Linked DNA regions of Mus musculus: regions 1, 2, 3, 5 and 6 are each linked to region 4. A link is a contact called in public Hi-C, HiChIP or PLAC-seq and promoter capture Hi-C data. All regions are on one chromosome and are shown on one strand. Each heading gives the region's core, a stretch centred on a gene start, on an enhancer-like site or on the middle of the called end of the contact. The rest is flanking DNA. Distances are from core to core; before and after follow the strand shown. Region 1 has its middle 24 kb from the start of Dnajb8. Region 2 holds the start of Gata2 (GATA binding protein 2). Region 3 overlaps Chchd6 (coiled-coil-helix-coiled-coil-helix domain containing 6). Region 4 holds the start of Abtb1 (ankyrin repeat and BTB (POZ) domain containing 1). Region 5 overlaps Gm38708 (a long non-coding RNA gene). Region 6 overlaps Eefsec (eukaryotic elongation factor, selenocysteine-tRNA-specific).

The links. Promoter capture Hi-C pulls out the DNA fragments that hold promoters and counts their contacts. A called contact is a pair of places that touch in the nucleus more often than the background predicts. HiChIP or PLAC-seq counts read pairs in DNA pulled down with a chosen protein or histone mark.
Region 1: a contact with region 4 is called in a Hi-C map of the G1E-ER4 cell line, with 2.3 times the contacts expected there. The contact joins the enhancer-like site here to the promoter of Abtb1 in region 4. A contact is called at or near these places in 1 of 39 promoter capture datasets (the 3T3-L1 cell line), 2 of 15 datasets of contacts at CTCF or cohesin (the NIH/3T3 cell line and large pre-B cells), 3 of 484 Hi-C or Micro-C datasets (all in the G1E-ER4 cell line), 3 of 115 datasets of contacts at active chromatin or transcription factors (all in embryonic stem cells) and 1 of 9 other capture datasets (embryonic stem cells).
Region 2: a promoter capture Hi-C map of embryonic stem cells shows a contact between it and region 4, with 7 times the contacts expected there. The contact joins the promoter of Gata2 here to the promoter of Abtb1 in region 4. A contact is called at or near these places in 14 of 39 promoter capture datasets (the 3T3-L1 cell line, cranial neural crest, embryonic stem cells and 7 more), 3 of 15 datasets of contacts at CTCF or cohesin (embryonic stem cells, large pre-B cells and pro-B cells), 39 of 484 Hi-C or Micro-C datasets (B cells, the Ba/F3 cell line, CD4 T cells and 18 more), 27 of 115 datasets of contacts at active chromatin or transcription factors (the NIH/3T3 cell line, acute myeloid leukemia, astrocytes and 13 more) and 2 of 9 other capture datasets (adipose tissue and embryonic stem cells).
Region 3: a contact with region 4 is called in a promoter capture Hi-C map of hippocampal neurons, with 2.6 times the contacts expected there. The contact joins the enhancer-like site here to the promoter of Abtb1 in region 4. A contact is called at or near these places in 1 of 39 promoter capture datasets (hippocampal neurons), 1 of 15 datasets of contacts at CTCF or cohesin (the NIH/3T3 cell line), 1 of 484 Hi-C or Micro-C datasets (cerebellum) and 3 of 9 other capture datasets (adipose tissue, embryonic stem cells and pancreatic islet).
Region 5: a contact with region 4 is called in a promoter capture Hi-C map of trophoblast stem cells, with 4 times the contacts expected there. The contact joins the enhancer-like site here to the promoter of Abtb1 in region 4. A contact is called at or near these places in 6 of 39 promoter capture datasets (cranial neural crest, embryonic stem cells, frontonasal cranial neural crest and 3 more), 2 of 15 datasets of contacts at CTCF or cohesin (the NIH/3T3 cell line and large pre-B cells), 12 of 115 datasets of contacts at active chromatin or transcription factors (astrocytes, embryonic stem cells, large pre-B cells and 2 more) and 1 of 9 other capture datasets (pancreatic islet).
Region 6: an H3K27ac HiChIP or PLAC-seq map of acute myeloid leukemia shows a contact between it and region 4, with 2.6 times the contacts expected there. The contact joins the enhancer-like site here to the promoter of Abtb1 in region 4. A contact is called at or near these places in 1 of 39 promoter capture datasets (the 3T3-L1 cell line), 1 of 15 datasets of contacts at CTCF or cohesin (the NIH/3T3 cell line), 1 of 484 Hi-C or Micro-C datasets (the G1E-ER4 cell line) and 2 of 115 datasets of contacts at active chromatin or transcription factors (acute myeloid leukemia and fetal liver).

Annotation. Positions count from the first base shown.
Region 1 is chr6:88,244,315-88,248,515 of GRCm38.p6, forward strand. No RefSeq gene overlaps it. Among named protein-coding and RNA genes, the nearest start is that of Dnajb8, 24 kb to the left of the region's middle. Within about 2 kb of position 2,212, at least 5 of the 459 cell types and tissues checked have an H3K27ac peak or open chromatin away from gene starts, as enhancers often do. A contact at or near this core is called in the G1E-ER4 cell line, where this site is marked.
Region 2 is chr6:88,196,947-88,201,252 of GRCm38.p6, forward strand. It overlaps Gata2 (GATA binding protein 2), which reads left to right and starts at 1,718. Exons shown (of 6, transcript NM_008090.5): 1 at 1,718-1,935; 2 at 2,571-2,843; 3 at 3,273-3,914. The coding sequence starts at 2,615. It overlaps Gm38708 (a long non-coding RNA gene), which reads right to left and starts at 437. Exons shown (of 4, transcript XR_001785312.2): 1 at 1-437.
Region 3 is chr6:89,551,905-89,556,016 of GRCm38.p6, forward strand. All of the region lies in intron 4 of Chchd6 (coiled-coil-helix-coiled-coil-helix domain containing 6), which reads right to left. Among named protein-coding and RNA genes, the nearest start is that of Chchd6, 42 kb to the right of the region's middle. Within about 2 kb of position 2,332, at least 38 of the 459 cell types and tissues checked have an H3K27ac peak or open chromatin away from gene starts, as enhancers often do. A contact at or near this core is called in cerebellum and hippocampal neurons, where this site is marked.
Region 4 is chr6:88,840,553-88,844,818 of GRCm38.p6, forward strand. Abtb1 (ankyrin repeat and BTB (POZ) domain containing 1) reads right to left here and starts at 1,383. Exons shown (of 12, transcript NM_030251.3): 1 at 1,217-1,383; 2 at 286-348; 3 at 158-213. The coding sequence starts at 1,272. It overlaps Podxl2 (podocalyxin-like 2), which reads right to left. Exons shown (of 8, transcript NM_001347327.2): 7 at 2,955-3,134; 8 at 2,005-2,424. The coding sequence ends at 2,215. It overlaps Gm15612 (predicted gene 15612), which reads left to right and starts at 2,302. Exons shown (of 3, transcript NR_045880.1): 1 at 2,302-2,544; 2 at 2,929-3,511.
Region 5 is chr6:88,158,618-88,163,116 of GRCm38.p6, forward strand. The region is part of intron 2 of Gm38708 (a long non-coding RNA gene); the gene reads right to left. Among named protein-coding and RNA genes, the nearest start is that of Gm38856, 8.5 kb to the left of the region's middle. Within about 2 kb of position 2,439, at least 4 of the 459 cell types and tissues checked have an H3K27ac peak or open chromatin away from gene starts, as enhancers often do. A contact at or near this core is called in trophoblast stem cells, where this site is marked.
Region 6 is chr6:88,263,313-88,267,423 of GRCm38.p6, forward strand. The region is part of intron 6 of Eefsec (eukaryotic elongation factor, selenocysteine-tRNA-specific); the gene reads right to left. Among named protein-coding and RNA genes, the nearest start is that of Dnajb8, 43 kb to the left of the region's middle. Within about 2 kb of position 2,234, at least 11 of the 459 cell types and tissues checked have an H3K27ac peak or open chromatin away from gene starts, as enhancers often do. A contact at or near this core is called in the G1E-ER4 cell line and acute myeloid leukemia, where this site is marked.

The DNA.
Region 1 (4,201 bases), core at 962-3,461, 600 kb before region 4:
GTTCTCTTGGGTGTATACCTAAGACTAAGATTGTTAGGTTCTATGTTAATTTCTTTTCTTTGAAACAAGGCCTCCTCATTCTGTAGCCCAGACTGCCTTCAACCTCACAGGGCTGCTCCTCTCTCAGCCTCCTCAGCACAGGCCTCACAGGTGTGCACTAAGCCCGGTTCTTATTTCATTTTCTCCAGTGCCTGGAAGGAGCCCAGAACCTTGCTGGTCAGTGAGCTACACTCCAGCTCTGTTTTTGTTTTTGTTTTTCAAAGCTTTATTGAGACACCATTCCCATAATACTTTTCAGGGCCAGCAAGATGGCTCAGTGGGTAGGGTTGCTTGCTACCAAGTCGGACAGCCTGAGTTTGATCTCTGGGACTTACATTGTAAGGAGAGAATAAATAACCTGTAAGTTGTCTCCATGTACCTATACCATGGCACACTGTTGGGTGTGGACACACACACACACACACACACACACACACACACACACACACACCAGTGAAAATGTTCAGAGTGTCCAATCTCTGGGCCCTAATGTGTTCACATAGTTGAGTGCACACTACCTCAGTAAATTCTAATACATTCTTGTCACCCTGAAAAGAAACTTAGCCCTCTCCCAGCACCCCCTTCCACTACCTCCAGCATCACCTTCTGATCTCCCCACTTGTTCTGGACAGCTCACACACACACTGCATGATATTCCAGGCTGCGGTACTTTCATGGTTCACCTGTGCTCCTGGGGCTTTCTGCCAACTGGGCAGGTCACATTCGGCCATCCGTCCATCAGCTAATAGTCACCAGTCAATAAAGCAGGCTGCTTCCATTTGGGGGCAAGAACTCTTTGTAAAACATCTTCAGCTTTGCAGCACTAGGTGTGGAACAGTTTTTGAGTGTCTGTGGTGGGTCCCATTCACTTATATCTCTACCCACTGGGACGGGGTCCATTAGTAATTCCAGTTGCTAGGGCCCAGAGAGGGTGAGACACTTGCTCCAGGCAGGCCTTACTGCATCTGTAGGACAGCCATGGTGGATGTAGCCAACCAGAGTCTCAAAGGTACTAGGGGCTTCTGGCTGCTGAGGGCAGCACAGATTCCCCGTTAACACTGCCCTCAGAAGGTCTGTTGAGGCTGAACACACAGGCAGTTTTGTATGCTGGGTCTCCACGGGGGATGACCCAGCCTACTCTTCCTGGGGGTGGCCAATGCTCACACAGGGGCTACTTAGGGGACCAACTGAATCCAGCCCAGGCAAAAGCTCAGGAAACTCCAGTATAATTATCAGTTTAAAAAAATTTAAAGAATGTGGGGGCCAGGCTGACCTCCATCCATGGTGGTCAGGCTTCAAGGCCCACCTCTGGTGTAAAATGTGGCTGGCTATGCTGTTCCACATTAAACCCCTAGTAACCCTCTGTTGCTAGGGACCACTAACTGACTTTCTGCCTGAACACAGAGGCCTGCAGCATCCAGCCCACTTCAGGCTAGAACCCTTCTGAGTATGTGCTCTTCAGGGAAACTGAGGCACCATTTCCCCTACAGCTTCCTGTATAGTTATCCTGAAGCTGGGACCTGGCTCCTGACCTCTCTGTAGCCCAGAGTTCTGGGGAGTCAGGGTTAGCAGAAGCACTGGCCTGGAATGAAAAGGCTCAGTGCAGCCCAGGGACATGGGGCCCAGATGGCTCTTCAGTCACAGAGGTAGGGTTAGGACCCAGCAGAGCTGTCACAGTCTGGTCTGGGCCTGTCTTCATGTTGTGCTGACATTTTCTCATTTCTATGATGGCTTTAGTATCCTCTGAGGAAGAGCTGAAGGCAGGGCAGGAGGGAACACTTGGATGGGTTTCCTAGTGGGTCACAAGGGAACATAGGAGGGCCAGGGAAGATTTCAGGAGGGCAGCAGGCCTCTGTACCTGCAGAGGGAGACAGGCCAATGGGGAGACAGGCCAGGCTGCAGAGAGATGTGAGACCTTCTTATAATCTGTTTCTACCACCTAGTCACTGAGTCACCCACAAGTCACCCCAAAACGGTCAGGAGAGCCAAGCCCCTAGGTAGTAACCTCAGAGTGTGTACAGATGGGAACCCCTTGGACCCATTCTTGAGCAAGATGGATCTTGAGCAACATAAGGTGACAGGGTGGGGTCCAGACACACTGCAAGGCCCCATAATGGAACAGAGAACTCTGAGGGATGGAGGGCTGTGCTGATCTCAAGGTGCTGGGCTGAGACTTCTGGGAAGCACACAGGGAGCCTAAATTCTTCAGGAGAGGGCTACCCCCTTCAGGAGAGGGCTACCACAGGGGGCTGTGAAGGTCCCGGCTGCATGAGGGCCCCTTTGTAGTGCTTATGTGTGCTCCTTGGAAGCCTTTCCTGGGCCCAGTTGGCTCTGTTGGAAGGGCCCCATGACAGGAAAGCCTGCAGCTCTCCACTCACTCCTGTTGGCCATTTCTTGCAGAGGAGTTGACTCTTCTGTGGGGCCCCTGCTGATTCTGATTCTTCCCTAAGCCGAGACTGCTCCCCCAAGGCCACTGGTTAGTCAGAAGCCAAAGCTCAAACCCTCAGAGGCTTTGGTCTGAAGACATGGCACAGGTGGGCCTCTCCATCTGAGCCTGGTACACACAGATCTGGAGCCCTCCAGGCTGCTCTGGGGCCCAGTCCGTGAGGCCAGGTCTGCTGCCCTCCTGCAGGACTGAGCTCCTTTAGGCAGGGGCTGTTCTCACAAGGGCAGCGAGGAAGGAAATTGCAAATTAATCTTTATTTCTATCTTGGAAGAAAACCTTAATTCCCTGCATTGAAATGGCCCCCATCGAGGGAATCAATTACAGGCTTTAATTGCAGTCAGCCCGGGCAATCAGAGTGGCCTGGTCTCCCTGCCTTGTGGGTCCTGACCTATCAGTTCTTTTTTGTCTCTCGTTTCTCTCTCTCTCTCTCTCTCTCTCTCTCTCTCTCTCTCTCTCTCTCTCTCTCTCTCTCTCTCTTTCCTGTCTGCTGTCTGTCTGTCTGTCTGTCTGTCTGTCTGTCTGTCTGTCTGTCTGTCTGTCTGTCTTTCCTTTTCTCCATTGGATTAGGTTGATTTCTCCCCAGCCAGGTCTGGGCACGGGAATGAAGGCCCCTGGTCCAGAGCTGCAGCATGAACCCAGGGGCAGGATGAAGGGCCAAAGGCAGCCATAGGAAGGAGCCAGGGCCTCACTGTACACATCCCGGTTCCCACACCCTGGATTGAATGGAACATGTCCATTAAGAAAGGGGAACTACGTAGCTGTGAGCATGGATCCCTATGATGACACACACCTCTGGGATGCACAGACATCTCTGTCCCCTAGAAGGTTATCTGGGTAACACTTCCAATGTAGTCTGAGCACCCCCCCGCCCTCACCATTTCTAGATATTTTGAGTGGCAGTCCTGGCTGCCTTGGAGTGGATCATTTCTTACATGCCTTTCTTCAGGTTTCTCTGCTTCCTAACCAACACATGACATTATTAACCTTTAAAAAAAAACAGTTAGGGCTGGAGAGATGGCTCAGTGGTTAAGAGCACTGACTGCTCTCCCAAAGGTCCTGAGTTCAAATCCCAGCAACCACATGGTGGCTCACAACCATCCATAATGAGATCCAACTCCCTCTTCTGGAGTGTCTGAAGACAGCTATAGTGTACTTACATATAATAAATAAATAAAATATTTAAAAAAAAAACAGATCAAGGGTTTGAAGACAGAGACTGGGGCTGCAGGGGAGGTGGCAAGGACGCTGAGGGTCTTTTCCTCTAGGAAGAGTGAGTCTGGTGGAGGTCAGGAGCCTACAGGACAAAGTCAGGAATGATGGCTGCAAGAGAGAGCTGTCGAGGGGGCAGGGTCTCTAGCACTGTGAGACCCATTTGGGGTCTCTGAGAGGGGACAACCATGCACGCTTGGGAGTGGAGGTGCCTTTCACCTCCTCTCAACCCTCACCCGCCCACTTGTCTTTTATCACAGTGCCTGCTCTTCTGGTGACAGGCAAAGCTCTCAACAGCTTCCCCCAGCTCTAGCCCCTCCCTGCTTGCTCCTGGGTTTCCTTAGTAACCCTTAGTAGGTTCTTGTCCTATAGTTTCTATAGGTTCCATCCCAGGTATTTTGTGAGGGTCTTAGCCTCCCACTGAGGAGGGAGTACACATGCTAGGCAGAGTTTGGGGTGCTGAACAGTTGAGGTGCTGGGTAGAGGTGGGGTTCTGGGCAAATTTTG
Region 2 (4,306 bases), core at 468-2,967, 640 kb before region 4:
CGCAGTGGGAGCGCGAATCTGGCTGGCACTGAGACCACCCACCTGCCCAGCCGACCCCGAGGCACTGCGGTCTCGCGCCCCTCTAGCCCCTGGATCCCTCTTGCTAGACCTCCCGCCTCGGCTGGGCGCGGACTCCCGAGCCTCCTGGGCCCCTGATGGCTCTGGAGCACAGAGGCGCGGGGAATACAGCGGACAGCAGGACCCCCCCCCCCCCGCGCCAGGGAGCAAGAGGCGCGGGTTTCCGGTCCAGTGGAGTTCTGCACCCCGGGCCCCAGGCCTTTACCTGTTCCAGGGCCTCGGACAGACAGATGGACGCCAGCCGCAGAGGCCAGAGGAGGCCCTGCCGTGCGCGCGCCCCCTCAGCGCTGTCCGCAGAGGACCTGGGAGGGGGTGACGGGGGCGCGCCCGAGAAGCTGAGCCCTCCTGGCTGGGCGCCCCCCGAGCCGAGGGGACCGAGGGCTTTCCACCCTCCTTGGATTATTAAAAAGTTCATTTCCTGGCGAATCGGGTGACGTCAGGGGCCCGGCGTCGCGGTGGCGGGGCCGCCGGGCCGGAGAAGCCGCCTCCAGTTACCCAATTACGGACTGTCAATCCTGCCGCCCCTCCCCCATCCTTGGGGGCGGCGGGGACCCCAGCCTTTCCCCAGCTCGGGACCAACCTGGGACTCCTCTGGAATTATTCTTTAGGGGTTTCGGTCCCTGCAAAGATAGAGGAGCTATGTGGAGGGCTCCAAGCTTGGCCAATCCATCGCACCTGTCTAGATTCCCCTAAAAGTCTTGGACTCACAAGCTTCTTTCTGGACTCTTGGAGTTTAGGTCTCCCATCTATAGCCAGGGAGGGAGCTAGGTTTGTATACTCGCCACTGAACTCACTTGTCTCTCCAGAATGGAGGTGTTGTGGAGAAAAACTCCAGGTGACTTTGGGGAAAAAGTGCTCACAACATTGCTTCCCTCTCCCTAAAGACCGTCTCGGGGACCCTTAGAAAGAAAAAATATATATGGTTAATACCCCGGGAGTCTCCCTTCAGCCGACTCTGGCGCCAGTTTCCCGCTCCACGGCCTCGCCCCAGGCAGTTCAGCCTGGTGGTCTACTAAGGCCCCGCCCGGAGCCCTTCCCCCTCCCTGGGCCACTGGCTTGACCGCGACCATTATTGGTCTAGCACAGCCTCAAGTGTCTTAGTGCTCAAAGTTCGGGTGCCCTAGAGAAGTCCACAATCCCTAGACTCATGTTGTCCAGCGGATCCTACCAGCCTCTTGCACAGCTATCCCTGATAGAAGGACAGAGAGTTTGGGGAGTCAGTTGGATTTGGGCTGGCCGTCGTCCGTAGCAGTGGAGGTGGGGCTCCGCCCGAGAGTAGAAAGCTGTGGTCCCAGCAGAGAGATACCCAGAAGGTGCACGTCTCGGCTCCTGGGAAGTCAGGGACCCTATTCGTGCCTAGTTGCTGGGAGGGCAGAGGTTGGAAGACCTGAGCGTCTGCCGGAGGGGTGCAGGGTCTGCCCACGGCGAAGGTCCCCTGGGGGGGGGGGGCGTTGGCATCAGAGGCCGCAGAGAGGGCGCTGGTAGGGGGCCAGGCAGCCTAGGAGGCCAGCTTGCGGGTCATTCCCGAAGTCCAGCGGCCAAAGCGGCGGGAGCAGCCAATGGGGGGGCGGAGGCTGGGCGGCGCGCGGCGCTGATTGGCTGGCGCCGGCTTCATAGGCGTGCGCGGCCCCCGCTTCACGTCTGTGCAGGAGTCGGCAGCTGGCGCCAGGGCGGCCGGAGGATGCAGAGGGGCCGGAGCCGGGCGGGCCGGAGGCCGAGACGCGCGCTGTCCCCCACCCCTATCCCGTGAATCCGCCGGCCCTGGAACGCGCTGTCGCTGGGCCCGCCGTACCCGGGCTCTCCTGGTGTCTCTTACTCTCTACTGCTGAGCCCTCCCCTTCCCGCGCCGCTGCGAGTGTAAGTTTGAGGTTCAGGGGGCTTGTGGACATTCCTAGGTTGGAGGGATCTCTGTGGAGCTCAGACCAGGATCTCCTGTGGGCGATTACGTTCTTATGCTTTGGGGAGAGGTTGGCTGACTGCTAGAGAGTGCATTGGGGACCGGCTCGCAGCCCCAGGAACTGCGGGTGCGTTTTTTGGGGTGGCCCGGGGTGTTGGGGGTTAGTTTGTGTATATATTGTCAAAGTGTTACGGGGGCGTGGGAGAGCGTGTGCCCCAGAGTGGATGTCTAGGCAACTGTCTCTAACTTTTAGTCAGAGTTTATGTGTTTGTGTGCCCAGAGGACAGGGGCACGGTGTGAGAACCTGATTTCAGTTCCGCGTGCGTTTTGGGGGGGTCACCGATGTCAGGACCTATCCGTGTGTGTGACCTCGTGTATGTGGAGTTGCGTCTGTGGGAACGCGAGTTTCCCTGCAAGTGTATGAGGCTGAACCCCTTCCTTCACCTTCCTTTCGTTTTAAACCTTGCGCTTTCCTTCCACCCGGGACTGGTCCTCAGTGAAGCTCCGATGGAACGTCTTTGCTCTCAAGACACAGACTTTGGGAATGGGGGTGTCAGAAGGCGGCAGTGTCCTTCACATTCCCTCTGTTATCCAGGGCCGCCCCACCTTCGCCTGGTTCCCAAGACACAGTAGTGGACCATGGAGGTGGCGCCTGAGCAGCCTCGCTGGATGGCGCACCCCGCCGTATTGAATGCGCAGCACCCCGACTCGCACCATCCGGGCCTGGCGCATAACTACATGGAGCCAGCACAGCTGCTGCCTCCCGACGAGGTGGATGTCTTCTTCAACCATCTCGACTCGCAGGGCAACCCTTACTACGCCAACCCGGCCCACGCGCGCGCGCGCGTTTCCTACAGCCCGGCGCATGGTGAGCTTTGGCCCCCGAGGTTTCTGGAAGCCTGGCGCCCGGGCCAGGCCTTGGAGGGGGGACGGCCTGTTGCTGCTTCCCGGATGTGGGATCCACAGGAATCTGAGCAGCTGCGAAATCGGGCCTAAGAAGATGGAGGCAGGGACTTCTTAGGGAGGGTCTGGGACCTGTAGGGTTTCGGTCCATTTCCAAGTGTCTTGGCGGGGGTGGGGGTGGGGGAATCCTTCTGGGCCCTGTCCGGTGGGGCTGCTGTGTCACTTGTCCTTCGGCCTTTCACTGACATTGCTGATGATTACAGGCTGAGGTGTTACGTTTCTGATGTTTTAAAGGGTGGGGCTGCTGATGGTAGTTCGCTGAGTTGTGATCCTGTGTGCCCGGGTCATGGCTCTGAAGCCCCTGGTCATCCTCACCCCCTTTCCCTCTGCACAGCCCGTCTCACCGGAGGCCAGATGTGCCGACCACACTTGTTGCACAGCCCAGGCTTGCCGTGGCTGGACGGGGGCAAAGCAGCTCTCTCTGCCGCCGCTGCCCATCACCACAGTCCCTGGACCGTCAGCCCGTTCTCCAAGACCCCGCTGCACCCCTCAGCTGCTGGAGCACCCGGAGGGCCTCTGTCTGTTTACCCAGGGGCTGCGGGTGGGAGCGGGGGAGGCAGTGGGAGCTCCGTGGCCTCCCTCACCCCCACTGCAGCCCACTCGGGCTCCCATCTCTTCGGCTTCCCACCCACGCCACCCAAAGAAGTGTCTCCAGACCCCAGCACAACAGGAGCTGCTTCCCCGGCCTCTTCTTCTGCAGGGGGTAGTGTAGCCCGGGGTGAGGACAAGGATGGCGTCAAGTACCAAGTGTCACTCTCCGAGAGCATGAAGATGGAAGGCGGCAGTCCCCTGCGCCCGGGCCTAGCTACCATGGGCACCCAGCCTGCAACACACCACCCGATACCCACCTATCCCTCCTATGTGCCCGCCGCAGCTCATGACTATGGCAGCAGTCTCTTCCATCCAGGAGGCTTCCTGGGTGGCCCCGCCTCCAGCTTCACCCCTAAGCAGAGAAGCAAGGCTCGCTCCTGCTCAGGTAAAGGCAGGTGTGGGACTTCAGGGCCTGTGGGTGTGGTGTGCCTCTGTAAAAGGGGTCCGTGGTCTGATAGAGGGGCCATGCTAGGGCGCCTGATTTAAGAATGGGTGGTGGTCATCTCTGATAGTCCACAGGCATTTGAAGTTCCCTGTGGGGAGGAAGAAACCCCTAAAACTTTCATCCTGCCGTTAAGTGCTCCTAGGAACCCCCATGTTCAGCTCCTCTCCGCACCCCTCCTCATGGCCTCCTCTCCAAGGTTGACAAGTATCAGCTAAAACACAGAATGAGGTTCCCTGTCTCCCTCCCCAAACGTTCAGCTGAGACCGAGCAGCCTCGTGACTGGGCGTGGGGGAGAATGGAGGCTGTAGGTGAGGGAAGGAGTCAGTGTGTAC
Region 3 (4,112 bases), core at 1,082-3,581, 710 kb after region 4:
GATATGCATATTAAGTCCCTTCCTTTTTCTACCTGTATTCTAGAAACTGTACACAGAACGTTGGGGGTATCAGCACTGCTGTGGACAAAGGAATGTGCTTCTCTTCCACCTGGAACTTACATAGCCACACCACTTTCAAGGCGGTATTCTCCCCCATAAAGGCTAAGCAGCAGAGTCCTTCCTCCCTAACCCTGAGGAATGACAGTCACTATGGCAAGCACCTTGTGAGTAACACCAACTTTCAGTGAGCTGGGAATGTATGTATGCTGTGCCCTTGAGACCACTGTAGTACAAGAGCTTGCAAGACAGGAGGACAAAACCCAGAGCTCTCTTTTCACCCACTACTACCTAAAGGACAGTCATGAAGGCTCTGAGCAACTACTAGGAAGCAACAAAGGCATTAAGGCCAAAACAGGTGGGGGCAGCTGATCAGTGTCTTGGAGTGGCTGCCAAGAAACCGAGAAGAATATGGCTAGGACCAGCTCTCTGAGAAAGACATCCCTACAGAGACCTTCCATATTTACATGAGACCCCACCCTGCTGTGGAGTTGGCAGCAACCAATTCAGGGCAAGCCAGAGCTATGGTAGGCATGCAGGCCAGCTACAGCATGCTCATAGGAATGTCACAGATGATCTTGCCATGTCATCCTCCTGGAGACTCTCCAGAAGGACACAGAAGAATAGGACTCTTGCCACTAGACCCTGGCTTCTTCAGAGAAATGAGCAGCAGTGGCTGTACTGGGAGCCAGCATTAGGATCCTTTAACCTAATGGCTATTCACCACAGTTCAAGTCACCGCTAGGTTAGCTGAGTTCCCTCCATGTCTTCTCCGGGCCTTGAAAAAAAAATCTCCCTTGCTGCCAAAACTGGCAGTCCATCCGCCTACAAGAAAGTCAGAATCTGCTTGTTTTGTGCAAAGACGCCAAGAAAAGGCGCTTGAAGGATGTCACCAGCTCTTAGAGAAGATGGTGCAAGGAACCCTCTGTCTCCTAACCATCTGTCTGAGGACAAAGTCCACAGAGCCACCCTTAATCCCACCCTAATTTGAGGCATTAGGCTATGAGCAGCCTGGACTACACAGCCTGAGAAAACAGTAACCTATGGTTGATAAGGGAATGACCCAGACCATCCCTCCTCAAACCTCAGCATTTCTCACCCTGCCCCCCCATCTAAGCCCAACTGTGCCTCTATTGCTCTGGACTCAAGCCAAGCTGCCACCAGCAACATCCTCGGAAAGAAGCAAACCACAGCAAGAAGAGGGAGCCCATCCTCCAGCCAGTGCATTACAGGGGCTGGAAGATCTCCTTCTCTGATTCTCAGGGGCACCACTTGGTCTCTTGAACTGCAGCAAGCCTAGGGCAGCCACAACAGGAGAGTAGAGTTAGCAAAATCAAAGGCTAGGAGAGAGGTGGAGAGTCTGCCAGAAGAAAAGGCATCTCTGGCTTCCTAACCAGGTTCAGTGTCTCTAGAATCAGCAGTTACAGACCCACTAAAAGGCATTTGGGCAAGAGGACCCTTGCTCTCCATCCCACTGGGTCTTTTGCAGCATTTCAATCGTCCCCACCAACAAGTGGCCCAGGACTGCCACCTAGTGGACTCTGCTCAATAAGCACGACAGAGAGGGGCCAGACCCGAGAGAGGTTGGGGGTGGATGTACAGCAGTGTGACCTCATTCCCAAGATTCAGTGGGATTCTCCCAAGCTGTGCAATAAGCCAAACTTTTGAGAAAACAGTTACCCAGGAGTCAGAGTGAAAAGCAGAAAGAAGTCAGTTTATGAGTCTGTCCTCCTTCCCAACTTTTCCCAAGAGCAGACAGCAGCTTCCCTGCTCACACCTGCCCTATGGCAGTACAGGAAAGGAAATTCATGGAGTAGGCACACCAATTCCAAATGCCCTTCTATGCTGCTCCTTCCAGAGATTTCAGGACATGAACTTCTTAGAAAATACTTTCCATGGCCATAGGAAGTGGCTCACTGTGGACACAAGAGGTGCTCCCGAGAGGAAGATAGGAACCCAGATCGAGTATGTCTGGTAAAGGGTTGCACAGACCTAGTATACGTCAATGTCCGGGGCCCCTCTGCCTCCCTTTGCTTCCTAGCCAGGATGAGATGAGCAACTTAGCTTTGCCATGTCCTTCCACCTGCCTCCTCACTGCCAGAAATATAGCCAGCTATGAGCAGAGAGTTCTGAAACCATGAGCCCAAGCAAGCGGTACCTCCCTTTCAACTGTATCTCTCAAGTATTCGTCACCGTGGCCAGCACAGTTCCTAATGGCTCCTAGAGAACAGAAGCCACACAGAGTTCAGAACAAGATGAATGTGGGAGTCACTGAGGGTGGGGCAGTGAGGAGGCAACAGCAGAGAGTGAGAATTTCCATCTGTCCCCAACAGCCATGCCTCCCTCCTCCACTGTGACAGAGCTTCAGCTTGACGACAGTTAGACACAATTCCTAAACAGCTTATAGCTGAGAGAGGCCACAGGACCGTCCAGCCAACAGGACATGTCTAGAAATGGTGTGCTCAGTTCTGTTCTTGCTTTTAAACTGGCCGTGATCTCACCAGGCCCCCCTCCCCATCAGGGAGAGCTGGAGCAACCACCTGGAAGCCACACATGCTGAGGCTGGAAACCCTACGAGCCCAGACCACCGAGCTATGGAAAAGGGTGCTGGGTCTTTCTACTTGTGTCACTCACTGTGCTGCTGGGCTCCCAGTCAATATCCTGCCTATCTACTCAGTCCTCCAAGACAATCAGTGTCCTGTCTGATCATCACAACTTTCCCTGGGATGGTGGTGAGCCTCCCACTGATCTTGCCTCCTCCACTCTGAGCCCTCCTCCACCTTGATAAAGACCTACCATAAGCTCCCTCCTATCTCCAACCCTGACTGTCCCCTCTGCTTGAGAAATCTTGTGACTTGAGGACTCCCTTGCTTGCCCCTTTTAAGTCACAGCTTTCTCAGCTTATGACCCCAGGCTTGTCAACGAGTTCTCCTCCTCTGACCTTGACTGCAGTGCTGCCGCTCCTCATCCTCAGACCTCTCCCCCTCCTCCCTCAGTCTAAGTCCTACTGACCCTCAGGCTTGGTCCAAGTGTCAGTTTCTCAGAGAAGCCTCTTGCACACCTCAACCTACATTAGGTCCTTATTGCTACTCTCACTAAGCATTGTCCACCTCACTAGCATCTCTCTTAGCTCAGTTTGTAGCTCAAGAGTGTTTGCTTGTTTGATGTCTGCTTTTCCAAGGGGAGTCTAGGCCACAGCAGAGCAGGTTCTATGTCAATAATGCATGTCCAACACACTAAGACAACAAAGCCCAGATAGACAGCTGCAGCAGAGGAAATAACAGAAATCCATGTGAGGACAGTGAAACTCAATGGACAGATTTGTTGGAAAGATCATAGAGACATCTGAGGAGGCATTCATGGAAGTAGAAGCCAAACTGTCTGAGAAGTGAGATCACAGCTTTACCACCGCACCTCCACCACCCTCCGTGATAAAGGGACAGGAAGAGGAGGGAGGAACCTAGAAGGGCTGCTTAGGAAAGGCTATCGTCTTCAGAAAGGGTACTAAGTATAAAGAATGGGGCTCTGGGGAGGAGGAAGCGACTAGGTCCAGGATCCAACCCAGGTCACTTGAAGGCAAGGTACCTCAGAAGCAAAGACTTAGAAGCTAGGAAGGGGCTAGGGAAAGGTGTGTGTGGCTGGTGTGGCAGAGAGTCTTTGCAATGGGATGCCAGGAAAGGTGATCTTTCTAGACTCTCAAGGTCTCTCACAACCCTCAGGAGCTAGGCCCAGGTGTGGAGGAGCATCTAACTGAAACACCCAGGCTGAACAGTCATATGTGGCAGGCCTAGAGGATAAAACAACATGCAGAAGCAGTTCTCAACACAAACTTGTCAGACAGGAGAAATGCTCAAGGTTAGAACCATTGCAGGCCTTGGAGAAAGCCAGAAAGGAAGTTGGTGGGGCAAGAAGGAGAAAGTGAACACAGTTTCTGACTTGAGATGCAGTCCAGAAAAAGACGCCCCTAGAATGTAGGAAGGCTCAGTGATGGATCTGGAAAGAGAATCAGGAATGCTGTTGTAGAGCCCCCCTGCTGTCCTGGCTATCAGGACCCA
Region 4 (4,266 bases), core at 133-2,632:
CCAGAACTGGCCTGGGTGTCAAGGGTAACGTGAGAAAGTGGATAGAGGGTTAGAGAGTACTATGTGTTGACTTTAGGGAGTTAACAAGAAATCAAGGGTGCATACAAACATGGAGCAAGGTCTCAGAGCTTACAGGCAGACCCTGACCCTCTCTCACCATTAGCCAACAGGTAGCGCACCAACTCCTCATGCCCACAGAGGCAGGCATAGTACCTAGGAAAGGGGGAAGCTGTCAGTAGGGTAGGCCCACCCTGCCCACCCAGCTACCCCACCGCTCACACTCACAAAGGGGTGCTGTCCCACTTATCCCGCACGTTCACCTCCACGTCTCGCTGCTCCAGCAGGTACCTGGGCAGGAAGTTCAAAGCCTGGGTCAGAATTGCTTCTCATCTGGGAGAGAGACAACCAGGAAGGGGAAGGAGGCCACATCTCTCTGGGCTAGGGAATGCCTCTGAGAAGGGTAAGGCCTGGGACTACACAGGTCTGCAAGGGTCTGCAACTGTGAGTTGGGTGATGGCTTCATGGACAGAGGCCAAGCCCCAGGTTCAGAAGGCTGAGAATTTGGTCTTTTAATATCTGGGAGAGAGAAGGTGATGGGGCCCCTAATTCAGCCTGGGGAGCCAATGGCAGGGAAGTCAGAAGAAAGCTGATGCAGGCACTGGGGGCGGGGAAGGAGGGGAACAGAACAGATCTATGGAAGAAGTGGAAAAAACAATTGATAAAATGTTGAGGAGAAGAGGTCATGAACCAGAAAGCGATCACTGGGACATGGCAGCCCAAGGAGGCTATCTGAGGCAAGACCTGAACTCTCAGAGCTGCATTCAAATTGAGGGACGGATCATTAACTCTGAGGTGGCATCTGGTGTCGGAGAGAGCTGCAGCTTGGTCACATCTGTTGAGGACCAGGGGACTTGGAAGGAAGGGCCATGGGAGAAAGGAGTCTATCAAAGAAAAGGGTCAGGATCCTTCTCTTCCCTGCCTGCCCACGGAGATCACGGTCTCGGCGCCAGGCTGGTAACTGGCTGCACCAGCGGCGCCTGCGCCTCTTGGAACCTCCACGGAGAGGAGTCGTTTCCCTGCACCGAGCTAAGTAAGGGACCTAGAGCCCGATCTCCCTGACTCGGTCAGCTTCGGGAGCCCCACGGCGCCCAACCCCACACCCGTGCCCGATAAGCCCTGCGGACGCCTGCCCGCCTCCTGCACTTCAGGTTCTCACCGCACACGGCCCACGTCCCCTTTCCTGCAGCTGGCAAACAAGTCGCTGGTATCCATGGCGAAAGAGACTGGACCCCCGGCCGAGTGATCTCGGGAGTCGTCTGTGCCCGGCCGGATGTAAACACTCACCGCCCCGCCCCTCGCGGCACGGCCTAGCTATGCCCGCCTGCGACTCCGCAGCGGCGCCTGCCGCCCGGAGGACCGTCCGGCCCGAACCCCGCCCTCGCATCCAGAAGGCCGCTCCCCAAGGCCGCACCCAGTAACCTTAACCACGCCCACTTAGCCTCTGGGGACTTCTAGCCTTCACCCCGCCCACCCGTCTAGAGGACAACTCAATTCCCCCAGGTTCCGCCCACTCGCCCGAAGAATAGCTCACTACCAAGACCCCGCCTCCTCAGAAGAGCTTCACCGGAAGAGCAGTTCGCTGCAGGCCCCGCCCACATTTCTTGGGATCCGTTCTGAAAACAGCACCTCCCACAGGCTTGGAACGCTTGTCAGTCCTGAGTCTAGCTCGGTTCAGGTCCCGCACATCAGGCCGAGGCCTCGCCCACCAGGACTTTTCCCAGCCTACTTCAGGCTCAGCCCACCCGGCCTGGTTCCACCCAGATGACCTTATACTCCCTACCCTCCGCCCACATATCCCTAACCACGCCCACAAACTCCATGAAATTCCCAGCCCACCCGTCCTTGGCCACGCCCAGCCAGCCTCCCTTGCCCCACCTACTCCTCCAGGCCCATCCCACCCACTCCCCGGAGTGCAGCCCTCGGAAGGCAAAAAACAGGCGTGGAGGCGGAGCGGCCCGCGCGTCTTAGCGGCTTTAATGGAGTCCTGGCGCGGGGAGCGCGCTGGCCTCGGGCAAGCGCTCGGGGCCGGGCAGGGCGGGGTGGGAGCTGCGCCGCGGTCGCCTGCTGCGGTGGGGAAGCATAGTGGTCCGCGTGGAGGACCGGGAGGGGCGCGGGGCCGTGGCGTCGGGCAGTCTCGCGCCCGTGGCCCGGCGCTCACAGGTGAGTGTCCTCCTCGAACACGTCCGAGTCCTCAGGGTCGCGTTTGCTGCCCATGAGCGCGCTCCAGCTGCTCGGGCCGTTGATGGCCCCACCGTTCAGGCTGGGCTGCTTCTCCTGCATCTCCGACTGGCTGTCGCTGGCCACGTCCAGCGTGGGATTGTCGTGGCAGCCGTTCTCCACGAAGCGCAGCTCCTCACCGTGCGACTGCAGCAGCAGGAGAGAGCGCTAGGCGCGCACAGTGGTTGGCCACGCCAAGCCCCCAGGGTACTACTCCCTTGGGGCCCAGGATACAAGTGCCTGCAACTCAAACCTAAACCTCTGCAGGTAAACCCTGTGACCCCCTTGGTGTCACTTGATCCCTTCCAACAGCGCATTATACATGAGACAGCCCACTCAAAGCATACGAGATAGGGCAGAATGTGCAGGGCCTGCCCCCTTTCTCTTGTGCAGGTTGCAGGAGCCTTTGGCTTCTAGGACTGAGGGGAGCAGCTGCTCTCAAGCCTTGCAGAATGGGGCACTGGGGTTAGGAAGAGCTGGAGGAGAGGAGGGATCCCTTGGTGAGACTTAACTCCCCCTCACTGTGTATCTCCTCGAAGACCAGGCTCAGAGAGGGTAGATGGTGGCACTGAGCACAACTGAGTTGGTACAGGTTTCTAGGTGAGGCTCTTGGGTAGCACTGGGTGATACTAGCCACACTCTGCCCTACAGTCCTAAGCCCTCCCTGGCCTACTCACCACGTGTTTGAGCTTGGGCATCCGGCGCTGCCAACAATTGTAGAGTAGGCCAAGCACAATGATGATGAAGCAGATGACACCAATGATCACCAGCACTACAAAGAGCGTCCCGTAGTCACTGCGCACCTGGGTGGCTCGTGCCTGGCAGCTGCTGGTGGTGGAGTAGTTCTGGATGCCAATCTAAGAGTGGGGGTATCAGGAAAGCCCTAAGAGCTAACATTCCAAGGGTGAGTTAGAGCCCCTGACAGCCCTGGGGCCTGGACCTGCATAGAGGGGCATACCATTCTGTCCCTACTGGTTCATCCAAGAACACTTCCAAGCCTCTCCCAGGGTCCACATTCTTGGCTCCTTCACTTCCTCACTGTGTTTCTACACCAACACAACTTTGAATGCACCAATTCTGGCCCTGCACATCACTGAGACGTGATGACAGTCACGGCCCAAATAGATGGGGCCCCACCCCTGTCCCCATCAGTTTCACAAAGCAACATGGCATCTGGGAGACTTGAGTTCACCAAAGGCAGAGGCCTGAAGCAAGCTTCATCTTTAGGCATAAGGTAATGTCACCCTAGCCATCCATGCTAGGCCCCGCATCCCTGGAACCTCTGTGGGGATGCCAACTGCAGCCCACAGCTGGGGTCTCTAGCTTCTTCCCTTTCCCAGTGGTAAGATCACAGGCGGCATGTGCCTCCCTACTGCAGGCTGCTCTGGCTGGCTTGGACTCCCTCCCAATGGGAAAGCTCCCTACAGTCCAGCCTCAGGTGAAGGGAGGGAGCCGAGGAAGGTGAGTGCCATCAGTGAGCTCTGGAGCAGGGGCTGGGCTCCAGCTCCTCCCTGCATTGTGTGGAACCCTTGCAGGTGCCCTCTGTCCATCTGTGTTCCTGAGCCCAGATTTGGAGATCACGAAGAACCTGGACGAGGGGAAACAAGATAGGCCCCGCCCCACCAATGCTGCAGGGGAACCTGAGGGGTGGGGGATGTCAGGAACTGGAAACAGCCCTCCACAGTTAGAGGTGGCACTGATCAGATGTGGTGTTCTGGCTCCTGCTGGGGATCTAAAGTTCCACCACGAGAGCTTTGGGAGTCACTCAGGCAAGGCCCCTGGTAGCTCTGGGCTATCTAGATCCCCAGCTTTGTGTCCCATAGCCCAGCAGGGGCCAGACCACCACATCTGATCAGTGCTACCTCTGACTATAGAGGGCTGTTTCCAGTTCCTGCATCCACCCCACACCTCAGATTCCCCCGGAGAAGCACTGGTAGGGGCGGGGCCTATCTTGTCGTCGTCCCCCCCCCCCCCCCCCACCGTGTTCTT
Region 5 (4,499 bases), core at 1,189-3,688, 680 kb before region 4:
CTCCCGCTTTGACAGGCCCCTTTCCTGAAGCAGTGAGGGTGGAGGCCGGAGTCCTTGTGGCTTTCAGGATGGAAAAGTGTTCCGTACGTGTCCCTGGAGCACCCTGCTTCTGGTTGAGTTTCATACATGTCCCTGGAGTGCCCTGCTTCTGGTTGGGTCCTGGACAGAGCTGTTGCTGCCCTCTATTCACAGCAGGCTTCCCACTGCCCACCTCTGAGGACCCCTCAATGCCCCCATTCCCCAACACCCTGCCTACCCTATTTGATTTGGCAGACATTTGCCTTCCCAGGCTGTGGATCCAAGAAAGGTGGGAAGATTCAGGAAGGAGATGGGGTGAGATGCAGTGTGGGTGGAGTCGGTGGCAGGAAAGATAAAATTGTGTCCTGGGTTTGATTTCTGTGAGAGAACATGTGCCTGGGAGGCTGAGGCGTGTACAGTAAGTGGGGAAACGTGGTTGCTTCATGGCTTTATCTAGTCTTCGCCATCCCCTTGAAAAGTGGGGAAATAATACCCTAAGTAGCAAGGGTTCCCGTGGGAATTTCACAAGAAGTAACAACACATCTGAAGTACTGTGCAAGCGAAGTGGATAGGCACGGAAGTAACGGGAGCAGGGCAGGTGTCTGGAGTCACGCTGTAAAGTCCATTTTCATTTTTATTTTGCAACCTCAGCTGTTCCTTGAACCTATCATCCTCCTTGAACCATCCATCCTTCCATCCATCCATCATCCTTCCAGCTTCCTGAGTGCAGGGGTTCCCAGGGTACCCTGCAGCTGTAAAGCCCTCAAGCATTATGAATGGGTACTGCTTGAAAGAGTATCCCTGACATTTCACAATGTCACTTTGGCAAGAAAGGGCTTGTCTTCTCTAAGAACAAGAAGCCAGAAAAGAGGACAGGGCCTGTGATGGTGAGATGCAGCAAGCATGTCCCTCTGCCTCCTGAGCTCATAGCCACTCAGATGAGAAACGATGCCTTTCATCCCCACAGAGAAGCTCTGCATCGAACTCATTGATGGCAAGTAGTCAGCTGACTCCAGGTAACCCCAGCCTACATGGTAATCCCACCAAACACATTTTTTAGTCAAGTTAAACAAGTTTTGTTTTCTGTCAGAAAGGGCTGCCTCCCTAAAGTGGGGTTTGAAAGAACAGCATGGAGCACAGGAGAAAGTGGGGTTTATGTAGCTCAAAAAATGTAAGACTAAGGTTGAGGTTTTTGTTTGGTTTGGTTCTTTGTTTTGCTTTGTTTTTCTTTCCTTTTTTAAAGGATTTATTTTATGTAACTGTAACTGTACTGATGGTTATGAGCCATCATGTGGTTGCTGGGAATTTGAATTCAGGACCTCTGCTCACTCTGGTCTGCCCAACTCGCTCGGGCCCAAAGATTTATTATTATGTCTAAGTAGCTGTCTTCAGATGCACCAGAAGAGGGCGTCAGATCTCATTACAGATGGTTATGAGCCATGTGGTTTCTGGGATTTGAACTCAGGACCTTTGGAAGAACAGTCAGTGCTCTTACCCAGTCCAGTCCCTGTTTTGTTTTTCAAGGCAAGGTTTCTCTGTGTAGCCATGGCTGTCCTGGAACTCACTCTGTAAGCCAGACTGGCCTCAAATGCAGACATCTGCCTGCCTCTGCCTCCCAAGTTCCAGGGTCAACGGCATGTGCAACCACTCCCAGGCAACTAAGGATTCTTCTAGGGCTGGGGGATTTCCAGAGGAATTTTGGTTGTATAGGAACTTGACAGAACATCTCAAAATTATTTGGTAGAGGGACTTATCTTATGAGGGTGGGAGAAGGTCAAGAATCAGTCAGGCACCGAGCAAGTCAAATTCCAGGAAGGTTCAAGTTATGGTTACATTCGAAGATGTAGAAACTTAAGTTTTATAGAAAGCAGAAACAAACATTTTGATCTTGAAAAAAAATGGCCACGGAGCTTGATGGAGTCCGTCTGGTTCACTGCACACCACTCTCCAAAAGGAGGTTTTTGGATGGCGTATTAATGAAAATGAGATTTTCTGCAAGGAACAGAAAATCCTTAAATAATACTGTGTGTAAAAGACAGGCCACACCTCGGTAGACAGAGGCAGGGGCCTCTCTGGGCTTAAGGTCTACGGAGTGAGCTCCACGGCAGCCAGGACTACACAGAGGCACAGTGTCAAGAAACAAACAAACAAACAAGAGTTGTATATTTGAGAAGTGCAGAGGTGGATAGGTCATGGCAGATACAGCTCCAAGATAGAGCTGGGCCTGATCACTAATATATAACTTACCCCTCACTATATGACCAGGGAACTCAAGCCCAGAAGGCAAAGAATGACTTACTGACTGACAGATGTCAATCAAAACAGCAGCAGCTGAAAAACCTGAGCTGAAGGAAATTGATGACCAGAGCCCCAAGGTGGGAAAGCAGCAAGCCTTCAAAGTTACCATAGCAACTGAGGGCACAGGTAACACTGACAGTTCTTTTCTGAGTGTTCCGAAGTCCCTCCTTATTTGTGTGCTCACATTCAGTCAATGAAAGCCAGCTTGTTTCTCTAAATTTGGGTTGTCTGAGGCTTCAATTCTTCAGGGCCAGGTTGCTGGTTCCCGGCTCTGGCGGAGGATTGGACTCTATGCTTCAAGACTCCCCAGCCGGTCTGGCAATCAGTTTCACCTTTTTCAGTTGTTAAATCCTGAGTTAGCAACAAAGTACCTTCCTTTGAACTTTTTGCTCTCTGCCTAGTCTATTCTTGGAGAGGGCAAGACAAGAACCCACTTGGTGACAGGAGATGCCTTCTGCTGACTCACCAAGTCATAGAGCATCCGCTGACCCGGGGCCCCAGGGAACAAAGACGCGTCTCCAGCTTCTCACCCTGGAGCGTCTCTTGCTTCCTGGAAGCTGAAGGTGAGGGGACAGTGGGATGAGGGCAAAGGTAACTTAAACACACACACACACACACAAAAGCACAGACCATGACTCCAGAGGAGCCTGCGTTTGACTGGGTCAGAATGTGGAGCAGTTCGAACCCAGATCATTGCTGAAGCCAGCAGTGTTGTCACCCCAGTGCCCTCTGTCATCCCAGTGCCCTCCATGTGGTTAGGAAATGACGAGAAAGAGACTTGCCAGGGTCCCTCCAAAGGAACCTTGGGCATGACCAAGGCGGCCATGGGGGTGGCAAGGTGACATTGCCAGTATGAAGCCTTGCCCCCGCACCCCCAAACTCTAGAGCAAACAAGTGCTGGTCCTGAGCTGAAGGGCAAGAAGGTTGTCCCTCAGAGCTGCCTCAACAAGAAGCATAAGGAAATGGAAAATGGAGGCAACAAAGAGAAGCTCTTTGGGCCTGTGCTCAGAATTTAACAGATAAGATGCTGCCCTATAACACAACACACACACACACACACTCTCTCTCTCTCTCTCTCTCTCTCTCTCTCTCTAAGGAAAACACAATTAAAGATGTCAGGAATGCATGCATGAGACAATGTCACATTAATAGGGAATGCCAATGAGCACACAGGAAATATTTTTTCAAAAGCAAACAGAGAGCTGGACCAACTGTCAGTAATAGAACCAGGGCTTTGCATGAGGCTCTGGTTTAAATCCCAGCCCTTGAAACAAACAAGAGGATATTGTGAAACTGAAAGACACAGACGACAGGGTGTCTCCCAGGCTGGAGAGATGCTCCAGTGAGTAAAAGCATTTGCTGCTCTTCTGGAGGATCAGAGTTTGGTTCCCAGCACCCACCCACATCGGATGGCTCACAACTGCCTGTGACTTCAGCTCCAGGGCATCTAACACCCTCTTCTGGCCTCTGCGGGAACCCAAACAAGACACACGTTAATAAATTAAAAATAAATTAATAAATAAAAAATTAATAAATTAAAAAGAAAAACACAAGCAAGATGAAAACGTAAAATCACAAATTCTAGGTAGGTTTTAAAGTGGTTGAGGAAAGAATTAGTGACTGTGAAGGTAGCTTGATGGGTGGTTTTACATAGCCCATAAAGAGAATGGAGAGGACTCTGAGGAGTCGAAGCACATCGGCATTTGTACAACAGAAGCGAAGACAAGTATTTTCTACAGTTACTACTGAAAACTTCCCTAGCTCTTCCTGCCACGGGGGCAGGGTGGGGAGGACAGGATGAGGGGAACAGACAGAGGCTACAGGCAACCCTGAACCTTAAGTGAGATGAGAGTCAAGCTAAAGACATTTCCACACAACCCTGAGATGATCTTTGGGTAGCAGACGCATCTTAGGAGAAAAAAAATGAAGGAAGTGCTTGAGGCTAGACCCAGGAGACTGCAGACAGTGAGCAAGACTCACAAAGCAAAAGCCAGAGAACTCGTTAAGTAATGAAGCCATTTAAGTAGAAGTAGCATTATACTTAATGTAATTAAAATTCAAATACGGTAAGTACAGATGAAAATTCCTCTTCATTTGAACTTAAGCAATTGTATAAAATAGTGTGTATAATACATAATGTACTGCTGGGCTTATACTGTATTCAAATGTTACAATTTGTACAA
Region 6 (4,111 bases), core at 984-3,483, 580 kb before region 4:
GGTGATTAATTTTTTTTTAAAGAAAGAAGCAGAACTGTATTCTGCTGTCCCAGTAACAAAAGGAATTAGGGGAGGGGGTGGCAGGCAGGCTGTGTAACCACAGAACCAAGTCCCTCTGAGGCTCTGGAGCACACTTGATGGCTCGCATACCTCTTTGATTGGGAGGAAACAGAGGCAACGGGCCCTGCATGCCCATTTTGATGTCTTAATGTTGCCTAATTCCTTCTTTAATTTATATTAAGCTTCTTAGCAACAACAATGAATTCTTCAAAAACAAAAAAGGACCCTTTGCAGAGATATTCCCGCACCAAGTTAACTGAAGACGCAATGCAGCCCAGCTTTGGAGATTGAGGTACTTTGGAGATAGGGGTGTGTGCGGAGGAAAAATGGCATAGTATGTATAAGCTTTCTAAAAAAGAAAACCAAAATCACTCTAATCCAGACAGGAAATGACTTGGTCTTGAGACTCAGATGGAGGCTTTGCCTATGGAGGGCAGCCTAGGGAGACATTTTCTGTCAGCCATTGAGCTGTCAACCACCTAAGGCCAGCTTCCTACTACTTGATCCTGAGAGGTTGCCACCCCATGAGGTAACTGCAGCTCCTTGAAGCATGTGTTGGCACTAAGACATCCCCAGGTCCAGGTCCTCACTGACAAGGAGGCACTTCATGTGCAACATGGAACCCTGGACTTTCTGGCAATCCTACCCCAAGCCCCTGTGCACAGTGAGGGCTAACATATGCTCCTTAAAGGTTCCAGGGCCTCTTCAGTGCAGGTCCTGTTGATTGGGCCATGGTTTAGTCTATGTGAACTTCCCAGTCACTGTTGCAAGCCCCTCTCTGCTTATTCACCTCTGTGCTGTCCAAAATCCTTTTAGAACAAATCTTAACCATCTCTCCCAGTTCAGCCTCTCCTGAAGAAATCTCTAGATCCCCACATGTGCTCAGATGGTCTATAATGCCTAGGTACCACATTGCCTGCCTCCTACAGAACCTTTCTCATGCTTCAGCTGCCTCAGTTCCAGTCTCTGCTGGGCTCCCTCACTGGATTGATTATGGCAACTGCCTTAGTGCCTTCTGCCTAGACTTTCAATAAGAGGAGTGTTGTACCTTGGTAGTCTTCCTCCTGGGATCAAGGCCCTGAACTTTCCTCTGAGACTTCAGCAAGGCCATATTAGTCCTTTCAGCTTGCCTGGAACCAGCAGAAGGGTTCCTGAGTATGGTTCTGTTCCAGACAGCCTCTAAACCCACAGAGGCTGGGGGTGAGGAGCATAGCTTCTGACTGCAGCAGCAGATGAGGAAGGGGGAGTCCTGGAAAACAGGAGCTCTTCCAACTCTGCTGGCCATATCCACCCAGACTTGGAGCCCTTTGGGGCGAGGATAAGGAGGGAGTCCCAGATCTATCTGTCCCCTCCCCTCAGGCTCAATCAGAGTTGCCAGGTGGGGATGCCCACACCTTTTAGGCAGTGGGCCATGGTGTTGGATGGACGGGGTGAGAGGGCAGTGGGGCAGCATGGGCACAGAGCTGAGGTGTGTTGGGAGTGGGATAGAACCATGACCAAGCTAAGTGGGGTGGGTAGGTAGTAAGAATGAAAAAGGGAGAGAGATGAGTGGTCTCTGCAGGGCAGGGTTGCAAGAAGTGTGCTGGTGGCTGAATACCTCCTATTTAATGGGTCCATGGGATGTTAATCTCATGTCACTTCTGATACTGCCATTCCAGCATCCCCTCACATGTCCTCTTACCTAGCCAGTGCCACATGGGTATCCCACAGGTGAGCCACTACCCAGGCAGGTAAGGGCTCACAGCTATGGTCCAGGGCTGTGCTTATGAAGTGCCCACTGCAGCCTGGTGCTCAAGGCAGGCCAGATCCTTTACTGCTTTACTGTCACCAGGGAGGTCTAGGCTTCAGGACATCTCTACAGAGACTTTTGGGAATTAGGCTTCTACACTCTGGGTCACCATGGGGAAATGTTGTTTGGCTGCATCTGAGGGCTGCTGGGTGTCCCCATGTGGGGAAAGTTGTTTTGAAATTAGCTAAGTGCTACCTAGAGGGACCTTGAAGGAAGACCATCTTACTGGCCACAGAAAGCTTAGTTAGTGCCCCACTGTCAACAGATCTCTGGGCCAGTCAGAGAAAATGCTCACTGCATGGTGACTATGTTCCAGACAGTCATACCTTAACTGCAGCCACTTCTAGACCATTCATATGCCAGGAAACTGAGGGCCAGAGACACTCAGGAAGTTGCCCAGGACCACAGGGTGGACTTCCTCATTTAGATCAATGCCTTCAACACTTTGTACACCTCTTCCACCTTCCCTTCCTTGTGCTTAGGGGCAGTGCTGGCTATGGTGTGGTCTGCTCCAATCTACAGGTTCTGAGGACCTATATTTTCCTGGTAAGTGGGAAAGATTAAGGAAAGGCAGCCCTAATGCCGGAGGGGTTGAGGGCAGGGTCCTGATGGCTTCCCAAGAAGTATTTTCCCCCACCACTCAGGAAGGCAGAATTTTAATGCTCTCACCCTCCACATGTACACTCTTTAACATAAGTTAATCTTCAATTAAAATACCTAGAGCAGAAATTACGATAACTGGTTTAAAAGGTAGAGCTATTGACAATAAAAGTCATCTTCATATTACCTTCATATTGCTTTTTCTTTTTCTTTTTTAAAAAAAATCCACATATTAAAAACGTCATTTTTATGACTTGGGGGAAAAAGCCATAGAGAATAATGAGACTGAACAAAGGCTCAGGAGCAGTCATTTTCCAGGGCCCATATGTGGCATCCTGATTACTGTATCAGCTCTGCTGCCAGAGCAGAGGGAAAAACAAGCCCAGGTGACCGATATACTGTCCTCTGTGGCTGGCAGATGAAGGGCAGGGGTGGCATGGCAGCATGGTCCACATCTATGCTCCTGAAGCTGCGGGCTGACAGCTTATCCCTCATCGCCATTTGCCTGCCACCCAGGGTGTCTAATCACACAGTCAATGCTCTGTGTAAGATGATTGGCTATACCTGTGTAGCCTCTAGGGAGTATCTCAGACCTGGCTGTGGCTTGAAGTGGTATGTCTCATTGGGACACTGACACTCCAGCCTGCTTTCCTGCCATAACTGCCAAGGCTAGGTGCAACTTTAATTTTTTTCAAACCTTATTTTTAATGATGGTTCTTAAACGCTTTAACCTCCCTTGTAGCCTACCACCCACAAGAGGTAGTGGAAAAGAAAGGACATGGGGGAAGGGGACCTGTTTAGAAAGGTTCTTTAGAGTAACTCTTGTCTGTGTTGTCTGGAAACCAGCAGTTCAGTTCATAGGTTGGCAGTGGCAGCTCGATCCACTCACAAACACTTCATGGATACATTAGCAGTCCAGTTCTGTAGAGTCGGGTTAGCAACAGTGGTGATATGACCTAGCAGAGAGAGTTAGGCCTCAGCCTCGGCTCCAGTCAGCAGGAGGGACCCAGAGGAACACCAGGAAAAGTTCTCAGCTGTGCCTTTCTTAGGGAATCGAAGATCGCAAAGATGTGAGACCCATAAGCATTGTATAGCTAGCTGTACCTGCAAGCCAAGCTCTGTCTCCATCACTCCGTGGAGTCCTATTTACACCCTCCAAACATCATGTGTCCTCCACGTGCCTCGCCTCAGCACAGGTCTTGCCTCAGCACATGCATCCAATCAGCCTGAGTCCATAGAGTCCTGACAAATGCAGCTCAACTATGCAGTGTAAATTGGACTGATACACGGTGTAGTATTAGCAAAGAATCCTTCATCATATGTCCTTTCACATGTTTGCTTTAACAGAACATCCTCCTGCCTGTGTCTGCTTCAGTGAAATGTTCCTTCATGAGTCTGCCTTAGTCTTTCACCTCTGTTCATTCTGGGAAAACACTCTTTCATGTGTTTGCCCTGGCAACACACCTTCCAACATAACTGACTCTCCAAAGAACCCTTCAGTTTCCACTTCAGCTAGGTCTCCTCGTACTGAGAGCACATGGGTCCTTGTTCCCAAAGCAGGTCTGGAGGGCAGTACCCCTCAGTGACCATGCCTTGGTTCTTCTCCCCAAATGGCCCGTGTGTTCCAACCTCTTGCCTTCACAGCAGCTATCTCGACCTCTT